Regions from separate parts of the Mus musculus genome. Here region 2 is linked to region 1. Evidence: chromatin contacts called from public HiChIP or PLAC-seq data. All regions are on one chromosome and are shown on one strand. Each heading gives the region's core, a stretch centred on a gene start, on an enhancer-like site or on the middle of the called end of the contact. The rest is flanking DNA. Distances are from core to core; before and after follow the strand shown. Region 1 holds the start of Dnajb5 (DnaJ heat shock protein family (Hsp40) member B5). Region 2 holds the start of Fam166b (family with sequence similarity 166, member B).

Evidence for each region. HiChIP or PLAC-seq counts read pairs in DNA pulled down with a chosen protein or histone mark.
Region 2: a contact with region 1 is called in an H3K27ac HiChIP or PLAC-seq map of microglia, with 6 times the contacts expected there. The contact joins the promoter of Fam166b here to the promoter of Dnajb5 in region 1. A contact is called at or near these places in 4 of 39 promoter capture datasets (the C10 cell line, liver, pre-B cells and 1 more), 1 of 484 Hi-C or Micro-C datasets (CD4 T cells) and 1 of 115 datasets of contacts at active chromatin or transcription factors (microglia).

The regions. Positions count from the first base shown.
Region 1 is chr4:42,948,148-42,953,212 of GRCm38.p6, forward strand. It overlaps Dnajb5 (DnaJ heat shock protein family (Hsp40) member B5), which reads left to right and starts at 1,720. Exons shown (of 5, transcript NM_001355438.1): 1 at 1,720-1,857; 2 at 2,329-2,796; 3 at 4,994-5,065. The coding sequence starts at 2,615.
Region 2 is chr4:43,427,593-43,432,561 of GRCm38.p6, forward strand. It overlaps Fam166b (family with sequence similarity 166, member B), which reads right to left and starts at 1,542. Exons shown (of 6, transcript NM_001369077.1): 1 at 1,436-1,542; 2 at 651-874; 3 at 381-577; 4 at 196-247; 5 at 1-118. The coding sequence starts at 1,497.

The DNA of each region.
Region 1 (5,065 bases), core at 470-2,969:
CTGCCCAGTTGTCTTTGCCTCCCACCCGCATCTTACGGCCCCCTTATCCAGTTCCCATCCCATCTCCTTCAACCAGATACCTGTTCAGTCCTCATACTGCGGGCTCCACACCCCCTTCCTTGCCCCTCTGCCCAACTCCTCTTTTCACCCTAGCTCCTTTTTCTATTTTAAACTCAAATTCCTTTGCACTTGGGAGTTCATGTGGAACAATGGGAAAAGAAGGGTTGTTAAGAATATGCAGAACTTGCCCCCCACCCCCAAAGACCCAGTCCCCTTTCCTGCCCTATTCTGGGGCCTAGGTACTCCAAGCCTCAGTTTACAGTTCCAACTGCTCTTCATGGCCTCATAGATATCTAAATCCGGTCCTGAGAACTGGCGAAGAATAAGGTGAGAGAATTTTCTCAAGCCTTTGTCACCAAATCTCCCAAGAACCCCCTCCCCCTCTTCACCCCCAGATTACCCCCATCCACCCCCCCCCCCCGCTCCCTCCAGCACAGATGGGCCTGGGAGACAGTAACGTGGGCGCCAAGCTCGGTGTCTGCTGGAGCGGCGGCTTCCGCTGGCGACCGCCTCCGCAGGCCCGCCTGCTCCGAGTATCGGGGACACTGGGGCTGAGATTTAATGATTTACTAGGGGGCTGGGGGGCCAGAGATGACAGTGCATGAGGGTGCTAAGAAAGAGGATCATGAAAAGCTGAGGTAAAAGATTAAAGGGGGAACTATGAGCTATGAGATTGCAGACTATGGAAGCAGGGAATTGAATTAAGAATTAAGACAAAAGGCGGGAGATGGAGGGGGAAGTAAAAAGATACAGAACAGGGCAGAAATTTGGTGTGAGGGAAGACCAGGTATCACAGGGGGTAAGAAAAAGGACGGGGGGGGGGGGCGGGCAGCGAGGAGAAGATGGAAGGTTAGTTTATAACGAGGTTGAACTGGACACTGTGGACTCCAAGTGGCTGAGAAGCCACTGCTCCTAAGCGAGCCGCTGTGAAAGGACTGAAGATGGAGGGCATCTGGACAGAGACTCAGGAAGGTGTTACCAGTTACTAGCGCAGAGGATAATCACAGGGGCACTTAGAATCTCAGCTCTATCCGGCTCTGTTTTGTGTTACAGTTAAACCATGGCAGGTCAATCCCAGGTCAAGACAAGGGAAAGCTAAACCAGGCCAGGTCAAGTTGGATCACAATCTGATAGAAGACGAGTAAGAAGGGATGAGCTTTGGATACTGATCCAGAGCCTTTGCCTCTCCTTCGACTCGAAAGAATGCCTGGTGTCACCAACAACTGATGAGTGCAGCTTTCCTAATAGGTTGTCTTTGAGGTTGCACTCGTTCCAGAAGGTTCTCCCTGGACTCAGGCGGTGGCTAGAATGTCTCACCTTCTCATACTGGAGACTGGACTAATATAGTTGCCCACACTGGCTTGGGTCGAAATCACAGGGACCAGCCAATAAAATCAAAGGGCGCCTGGAGTTGCCTCCCTATGTTCTTTTCACCAATAACACGACGAGATGGAGAAGAGGTGTGGTTGATTGATCCCAGAGGGCACCAATCACACCCACACCAATCACTGCCCGGAATGTGTGCGCGTGTGGCCGGGTGACAGGGGCGGAGAAGAGGTGGCTATCACCCGGACGCTCGTTGAGAGGTATCCAATCACAGAAGAGTCTGAGCTGAGTGACGGATAGACCGGGCAATGGGAAGCGCGGAGGCGGAGCCGTGGGGGCGGGCTCCCGGTCCCGCTGTCTGCGGCCGGCGGGCAGGCGACTCCTGTCCCGAGTGGAGGCGGCGGAGCCGGAGCCGGGGGAGGGGGCAGCGGCTGATAGAAGGACCGCGGCGGCGCCCGCAGCTCCTCACCGGTGAGGGCGCTGAGCGAGGACTCGGGGGTCCCGGGAGTGGGGCGTCGAGAAGAGAGGTCCTGGTATGGGGGGTTGGGACACCGTGGGCCCATAGTCTCCTCTGTCGTAGGGGTGAGGGGCCTGGGAGCTCGGGGTCTGCCAGGTGCTGGGTATCTGCGACAAGGGTCGGGTTGGGTCGGGTCGGATTGGGTTGCGCCGGGCGGAGGCGTTTCTGAGCAGGCCAGCCAGCCAGCTGGGGTGACATCACCGACCCCCCTCCCCCGCGCGAACCCCCTTCCTTCCTCTCCCTGCCGCGCCTTTTGTCCGGGCCAGGCTCGGCTCTGCCCCGCCCCTCCCCGCCCATCTGCGGGGGAGGAGACTCCCCGTCAGTGACTTCATTGAGTAGGTTCTTGGGGATTGGGCTTGGGTCCTCCCCAGAGAGGCGAGAGGAGCTCACTGACTCTCAGGCCCTCACTATCACACCTGTCACAGGTACACACGCTGCCACTCAACAACTACACACTGTCACTGCCAGCCTCACTGTCACACAGCCGAACAGGCGCTCACATCATTCAGCCAGACACTGCTGCACCTGAGAGCAGGTGGCCACTGGATCCTCTCTCTGCACTCTACACCTGGGGACCGGGTCCAGCTCCCTGGGCACGATACAGGCCTTGCTGGGTCACGGCCTCTGGGAATCTGAGGAGGTGGCTTCCAGAGCTACAGCGTCCCAAGCAGGCTCCGGTGGAGCGATCAGAGGTGAGGGGCTTGGCTGGGCATGTTTAAGCGCACAGTGCTGTCCTGCCCACCCCCAGCAGCACCCCCACTGCAGGCTCGAGGAGCTTTCCGGAGCTTCCCACACTTCTGGGGAGAAGACTTCTTAGCCAGCTTGATGTTTAAAATTCAGCTGGAGCCCTTAAAACTTCGAGCGTGGACGCTGAATGGGTTTGTAAAGTTTCGGTAAGTCCCTCCTGAGAAGGGCGCTCATACCCATGCCAAGTCAGATTCTCCACATCAGCCATTCCCTGCATTGCCTCCTTCCTTCCTCCCTGTCATCCTCATCTCCCCCCGGTATGTGCATGAGTCCCCTTGACCTCACCTGTACTTTTGAATGAATTGTACCCCATGTCATTCATCTCTCTCTCAAACTCATGTTTCCACGAATATCTCCAATATTTCAGCTCTTAGGTTCTCCCTCCCAACCCATCAGTAACGTGTGGTCCACTTCAGCCTTTTCCTTTTGTCATCTCTCATCCCTGTCCGTCAGACCCTGTCTCCTCCCTGTACTTGATGGTCCCTCTTGCTATCTGTCCTCATTTTTTCTTTCATCCCTAGCTCTACCTTGACATACTCATTCTTCATCAAAGGCAGAGCCATGCCTTGGGGCTCCTTTGTCATCCTACCACGTGGCTTGTGGGGAGGGAGAGGGAAGGAGGGTGGAAAGAAGGAGGGAAAGGAGGCAGGTCCTGAGAGTTTGCCCTGTGTCTGTAGAGGCAAGAGAATTATGGGTCTAGAGCAGCTAGCAGGTGGGTGCCGGAGAGGAAGCTGGCTGTGGTGGGGAAGAGATATTGAAGGACTACAAACGGTGGGTGGGCTGGTAAGCTGGGTCACTGCCCTCTGCCTGGAAGCCGCTGGAGTTCCCTGGGCACCCTGTTGCTGCTGTTCTAGGTTTCTTCCTGTCCTGGGGGAGAGAAAGTGTGGGCTGAGGCAAAGATGGCAGACCACCCATCTCCCTCTCAGACTGCTTTTAATGCCGTTTCCGAAAATGGCTGCCCTCCTCCAGATGATCTTTCTTCTCTGCCTCCCCCAACTCTAGGCTCCCCCACAGGCGTGACATGCTGGTGTGGGGAGATGGGGGAGTACCCGCCTTTATAGTGCCTTCTCTTTGTCAGAGTGAGGTGGCTTTCAGTACCATGAGTCAACCTAGCCACCTGCAGCAGGCAGGAGCTAAGGTCACTCTCCCTGCCTATCTGGGGCCCCCTTAACTGTCACAGCCCTCACTCCTGCCAGGACGCCTTGTACACTTTACTACTGTGAGGTAGTCAGGGGCAGAAAGGCAGGCCTCAGCTCTGGCTGCCAGGACATTGTTAGAAAGACTCTGGTTCTCCCTGTTTTACAAGGGTTGGCTACACCTCAAAAAGGCTAAAGGATGGCACGTGGCCACTCCTTCATATCCCCTCCCTTCATATCCTCCTCAGGTCCACTGATGGAAGCAGGTTAAGAGTAGGAACCCTGGCTTGATGTCCTTGGGCCCCACTTAGGAGTATTAGCCTAGCATGGAGTCAGATCCTAAAATGTAAGGGTAGGTAGAGGAGGGGCTTGCAGCAAAGGGATTTAAGACATGGAGGTTAGTGTCCATGGTCTCCTGGCACCTAGGCTTTAAGAAGGCCGTTTCTCTGATGGTTTTGTTCACTGCCTTTGGTGCTTAGGCAGCGCAGACAAGCAGTCACACTTCAGTGTGTAAATACTGGGAAATGAGTAAAGGCAATGTTACCCTGGCTGGGGGAGAGAGTGTCCCCCTGCTAACGAGGGTGTTAGAAACAGCAGTTTCCAAAGGTGTGAGTCACTCTGTGATCTGAGTCACATGTGAGGCTTAGCATAGTCTGGGGGACAAGGACAGAGAGATCTGGGGTCCCCGGTGGCAGAAAAGACTCCAAACTCCCATACCCCAATTCAGCTGGCTGGAGACTGGAGCCTGTTCCCCATCCTAGGCTCCTGACCCAGCTGTCCTCAGCCCGGGCATCATGCCTGAGGTGTGGCGTAGGAGAGACTGTGAAGCTCAGGTGACCTCACTCAGTGCACTGACCTTCGCCAGCTTCTGTGTGTGTCTGTCAGTCCACAGTGCCATTTCGCTCAGAAGGGCCTCTCGGGGGTCCTCAGGCTGGCCCCAAGGGCCTGGGCCTCTGCCTAGCCCCAAGAAGTAGGCCACAATCTTCAGCCAGAAGCTGAGACGGAATCATGGAATGGTTCATGTCAGAACGGGAAGACATCATCTAGCCCAAAACTTTCATTTTACAGATGGGGAGACAGAGGCCCAGAGAATAGGCATGACCTGCTGAAGGTCACACAGGGAGTCATTTAAGGACTGCAGGATCATCAGGAGTGGGCCTGGGCTGTAGAGAGTAGGGCATCAAAGACTGGCCCTGGGCTCTTTCAGGAACAAGGAGCCCAGCACCGGTCCAGTGGCTGTGATGGGAAAAGATTATTACAAGATTCTTGGGATCCCGTC
Region 2 (4,969 bases), core at 292-2,791, 480 kb after region 1:
TCCTTGTGCGCCCGGCCCCGTGAGCACATCTGCCCAAATTCCTGCAATGCCTGGTTGGTAAGCACAGGGAAGCTGGAGCCAAAGAGGAAGCGGGCACGGGGCACATAGCCCGTGAAACCTGGGGGTGGGGGAGATGCTGAGTCAAGACGTCCTGCGGTCTCCCCTCGCCTTTGGTTGCTACCCACTTCCTCTCACCTGACATGAAGAACTTGTGGGGATCTGTATCATCCATGGAGTAGGGGGAAGCCTGATGAGAGAAGTCAATGAAAGAAAAAGAATTAAGTTCAGGCACCCCGCAGACAGCTGGCAGCCATGCCCCACGGTGCCCCCAGGCAAAGCACGAGCGCCCACCCCCACCCCACCTGCCTGCCCCATCTCACATGTGCCAACTCCTGCTTCAGCGGTGGCTCCTCTGCCTCCCGCAGCTGGTCTTCTTCCACTTCTCTCTCTCCCTTGGCTCCGTCTGGCAGTTGATGGCTCTCTTGCTCCCCGTGCCTTCGTGTAAATTCACTCATAGCTTCAGCCCAAACCTGGTTGCAGTTCTTGGCAAAAATGAACTGTGCCCGTGGTATAAAACCTGACGGAGAAGATGTGTTAGTTCACGGCACGTTCTCTTCGAAGGGGACACCCATTCAGACCTCTATACAGACCTGTATACCCAGGGATTATGCTGGAGCTGAGCCTTTCATGCCCGCGCCTGGGAGGCAGCCTCCCCTTGGAGATCACAGGAGATCTTGGAGACTGGATGGGAGGCAGAAGTGTGCGGTGGGCAGGAGGCCAGGCTAGACCAGGAGGGCCTCGGAGTAGCTGACCAGTCACCTGCCCATAGGTCTGGCCCATGCTGAACCGAAGTAGCGGGCAGTGTCCGGTGTACCTGCAGCACAGGATCCATCCCATAGCTCTGAGTTGGACCCTACACCACCATCCTGACACAGGCAGGAAAGCCCCGCTTTGGTGTGCACTTGCAGCAAGTGCTTGTGTGTTTATTTTTACACGGGGTCTCACTCTCTAGCCTAGGCTGACCAAACACCTTTGATCCTTCTACATCCCCGCCCCATGCTTGGCTCACACGGGTCCAACCACTCCTGCCCCAGCTTGAGTCTGGAGGTCTTTATTTCTGTTCTTTGTCTCTTTTACCTACTGGGGACAGGACCTAGTGCCTTGTGTTCTAGGCAATCATTAAATCACTGAAGCGACTACATCCCCAGCCCTCTGCCTGGGTGTCCAGTCCTTCCTGCTTTTACCCTGTTTCCGTGGGGACCACAACACAAAGCTTTGTTAGACCTGGCTCTCACAGCCGCTAGATTCCCCTTTCCATACCATACCATTGACACACCCCAGTTCTCATCTTGACCCCAGTGTCTGTGAACTGGCTCCTAGATCCCAATCCCCATTCCCAGAAGCAAGCAGGGGAGTGCTCTGGGAGGAGTCTTACCCTGGAATATAATGCGGATTCTCGCCGCTGAGCCCTGGGATGGAAGTGTTGACCACAGCCATGGGAACTGGCGCAGTTCCTTTTATTTCCCTTCCAGGAGGGACTCTGGGCCCTGTGTACTGTGTCCAGGGCTATGGGGCAGGAGGGAGGGGGCGGGGCCGAGAGTTGGCGAATGAAGGCCCACCCCCCACTCCCTGGAGTGGGGATTGCTGGGGTAAAGCCAGCAGAGGTGGTGGAGAGGAGCTTCCTGGTCTTCCCGGAGTGGGTGCCGCTCTGTCACTTGGAAAAGGGCAGAGGCTGAGGGGAACAGCTGCGAAAGCCTCTGGGTGGAAGGCAAGAGGATGAGGCCAGCCTGGTCTACAGAGTGAGTTCCAGGACAGCCAGGGCTACACAGAGAAACCCTGTCTCGAGAAACAGAAAGAGAGAGAGAGAGAGAGAGAGAGAGAGAGAGAGAGAGAGAGAGAGAGAGAGAGAGAGAGAGAGAGAGAGAGAGAGAGAGAAAGAGAGAGAAAGAGAGGGAAAGAAAGAGGGAAAGGGAAAGAAAAAGAAACAGATAATTGCATTAATGCAAGGATTATTTACTGGATAGCTGCTATACTCCAAATCATCCACTCATTAATAACGTCTTGCTCGGCTCAACACCCTAAGGATGGCAGAACGTACTATGCGGAAGGAAGGTCCACAAGCCTCTGGCTAAGACTGAGCCGCTGGCCTCATGTGCAGCTGCGGATGATACTGTTTACCCTGACTGCCCTGGCGCCCAAATTAATGTACCAACGTCCTGGAGCTGGAAACAGAGGCCCCACACAGGCAGGGCAAGTCCTCTACCACCCAAGTGTATCCCCCAGGACATAAAGATATTAGCTCAGAAGAATGTGAAGCCAGAATTGTGGGGTGGGGGCAAGAACTGGGGCATGAGGCCCGGCAGGCTTTGACACCTATCTGAGGGCCTCATCCTCTTGGAGGAGGTAGGTACCTTAACTTTCTCTGGCCCCAACTTCTCCAAACTCCAGTGAGAAAGTTAAAATACCTGAGCTTACCAAGACTCTGAGGGTCAGCGGTCTCGAGAAGGTAGGTGAAAGGAGTGGTGACTAAGGCCTCACGAGGATGCCTCGGCTTCTGACACAGGGAATGTGGGTGAGTGGTAACCCTGTGAGGAGTCGGGGGTGTGCTCCCACTCAGAGGGTTCAGGGAAGGAGAGTCATGTAAGGATAAAGGATTAAGACCAGCAGGCAAGCCAACTTTACTTTTTTAAACAAAGCAAAGTTTTTAACAGTCTAGATTGTGAGCCTGGGCTTCTGGCACTCTTGTAGCTAGGAGGGGCCCTGTGGAATAGCCTTAGCTCCTCAGAAGGAGACACACAAGAGGAGAGGAGGTTGCTTTCTGGCTCGAAATGGCCCTCTATGTGATGATGGAACACTTGAGCAGACACCTTGAACCCTTGAGAACACTTCCCAGGGACAAACATCAGGGTGGACTAGATGGATGAGAGACTGAGCAGCTGAAGTGACCCACTTTTCTATTCCGTTATTGTTAAGGCCATTTTTACTTTGAGTCAAAGCGTTATTACTTAAAGTCTTTGAAGGCTAGACAGGCTCAAAAGCTAAATGTGGTAGCACACTCCTAACATTGGCACTTGGGAGGCTGAGGCAGGAGGACTGCCTGCCTGGCCTACATAGCCTGACCCTGTCTTAAAACCAACAGCTGGCTCAGCTTTGACCTTCACTTGATACTGAGCTTGCCCACAATCACTGCAGCTCAGTTCTCTCAACTGTAACACAGGAAAAGGAGGTTCCTGCCTCAGAGTAAAGCAGGCAGCACGGGACACACAGGTACCCAGTGTCTGCTTCGGGCTAAGTTGCTAACTTAACGGCGACCTGTAATATTTGATGGGAATGGGGAAGAGGCAAGGGCAGTCCCGGATGTGGGGGTAGGAAAAGTATGAGATAGAACATTGGAAAGCTTTCTAATTCAAAGCTGAGGATTAGGAAAGGGTCTTTTTCCTCCCTGGGTAGGGAGGGGTGTTGGCTGAGGACAGTCTGTGTAGCCCAGGCTCACTGTGTAGTTGTAAGACCTGCTGATCTCCAGCCCCTGCCTCCTGAGTTGTGGTTAGAGGCATAGACCACCAAGCCTGCCTATATAGAAGATTTTTCTGCAGAAGAGATGGCAGCAGTTAGAACCACATGCTTAGGCAAAGCGGCTCAGTGGTGGACCACTTACCTGGTCCACACAGGCCCTTGCATTGCAGCGTTTTTTTAAAAAGAGGAAATGGGTTAGGAGCTGGAGACACCGTTCAGTTGGCAGGTACTTGCCTGTCATGCTTTAGGCCCTGGTGTTGCATATGCTGTGTGCTGTACCACCCCCACCCCATAATCACAGACCTTGGGAGGCAGAGGCAAGAGGATAGGGAGATGGGGAGGGGTCAAAGCCATCCTTATGAGGTTAGCCTGTGCTACATAAAAAAACAAAACACTAGACTTTGTTAAGATTTGTGTTATTAGCCAGGCGTGGTGGTGCACGCCTTTAGTCCCAGCACTTGGGAGGCAGAGGCAGGTGAATTTCTGAGTTTGAGGCCAGCCTGGTCTACAGAGTGAGTTCCAGGACAGCCAGGGCTACACAGAGAAACCCTGTCTCAAAAAAACAAAAAACAAAAACAAAAAAAAAAACAATCAAACAAAAAGATTTGTGTTATTTATGTAAGAAAGTGTGTTCTAGTTGGTGGGATAGCCTTGTTATTCTAACCGGGGGAAAATAATAAAATGGCTTTCCAAAAAGGAACTTTCATTGCCTCTGTGCCTCCCTCCACTAGGGGTCGCCACAGTAACACAAGTAACAAGGGAGCTGCCATTCGCTTTATCAGTGTTCTACAAAACAAAGGTCCAGTGAGGAAAGCAGCAGCAGCAGCTTGCCTGTGCACACAGCCTCCTGGGCCAGAACTGCAGCCACAGCTTTCTGTCCTGCCTTGATCCTCTCTAAGTTTCAGGTGGCTCCCAGGTCCGGGACATGGTGGCTCACAGCTGTAATCCCAACACTCTGAAGAGTGAGAAAGGATTCCCAAGAGTTCAGAGCCAGCCTGGACTACAGAATGAAACCATTAATGCCACCCCAAAATAAATAAATAAATAAATAAATAAATAAATAAATAAATAAATAAATAAATAAATAAAATGAAACCATTAATGCCACCCCAAAATAAATAAATAAATAGAAAATATAAGACATTTGAAAAATTCTACCAAAATTGCAACAAGAAATAAAAAGATTAAAATCCCCAAATCACATACAACACAATATTTATTAGTTAAAAAAAAAATAGGGGATAGAGAGGTGGCTGCTCTCCCAAAGGACTGGGGTTCAATTCCCAACACCCACATGGCAGCTCACAACTGTGTGTAACTCCAGTTCCAGGGGATCCAAAACCATCACACAAACATACGTGCAGGTAAAACACCAATACACATAAAAAAAATCATTAAAAGAAAAGAAATATTTAAATTAAAAAAAAAAGTATAGACACCAGGGCATAATTCCAGG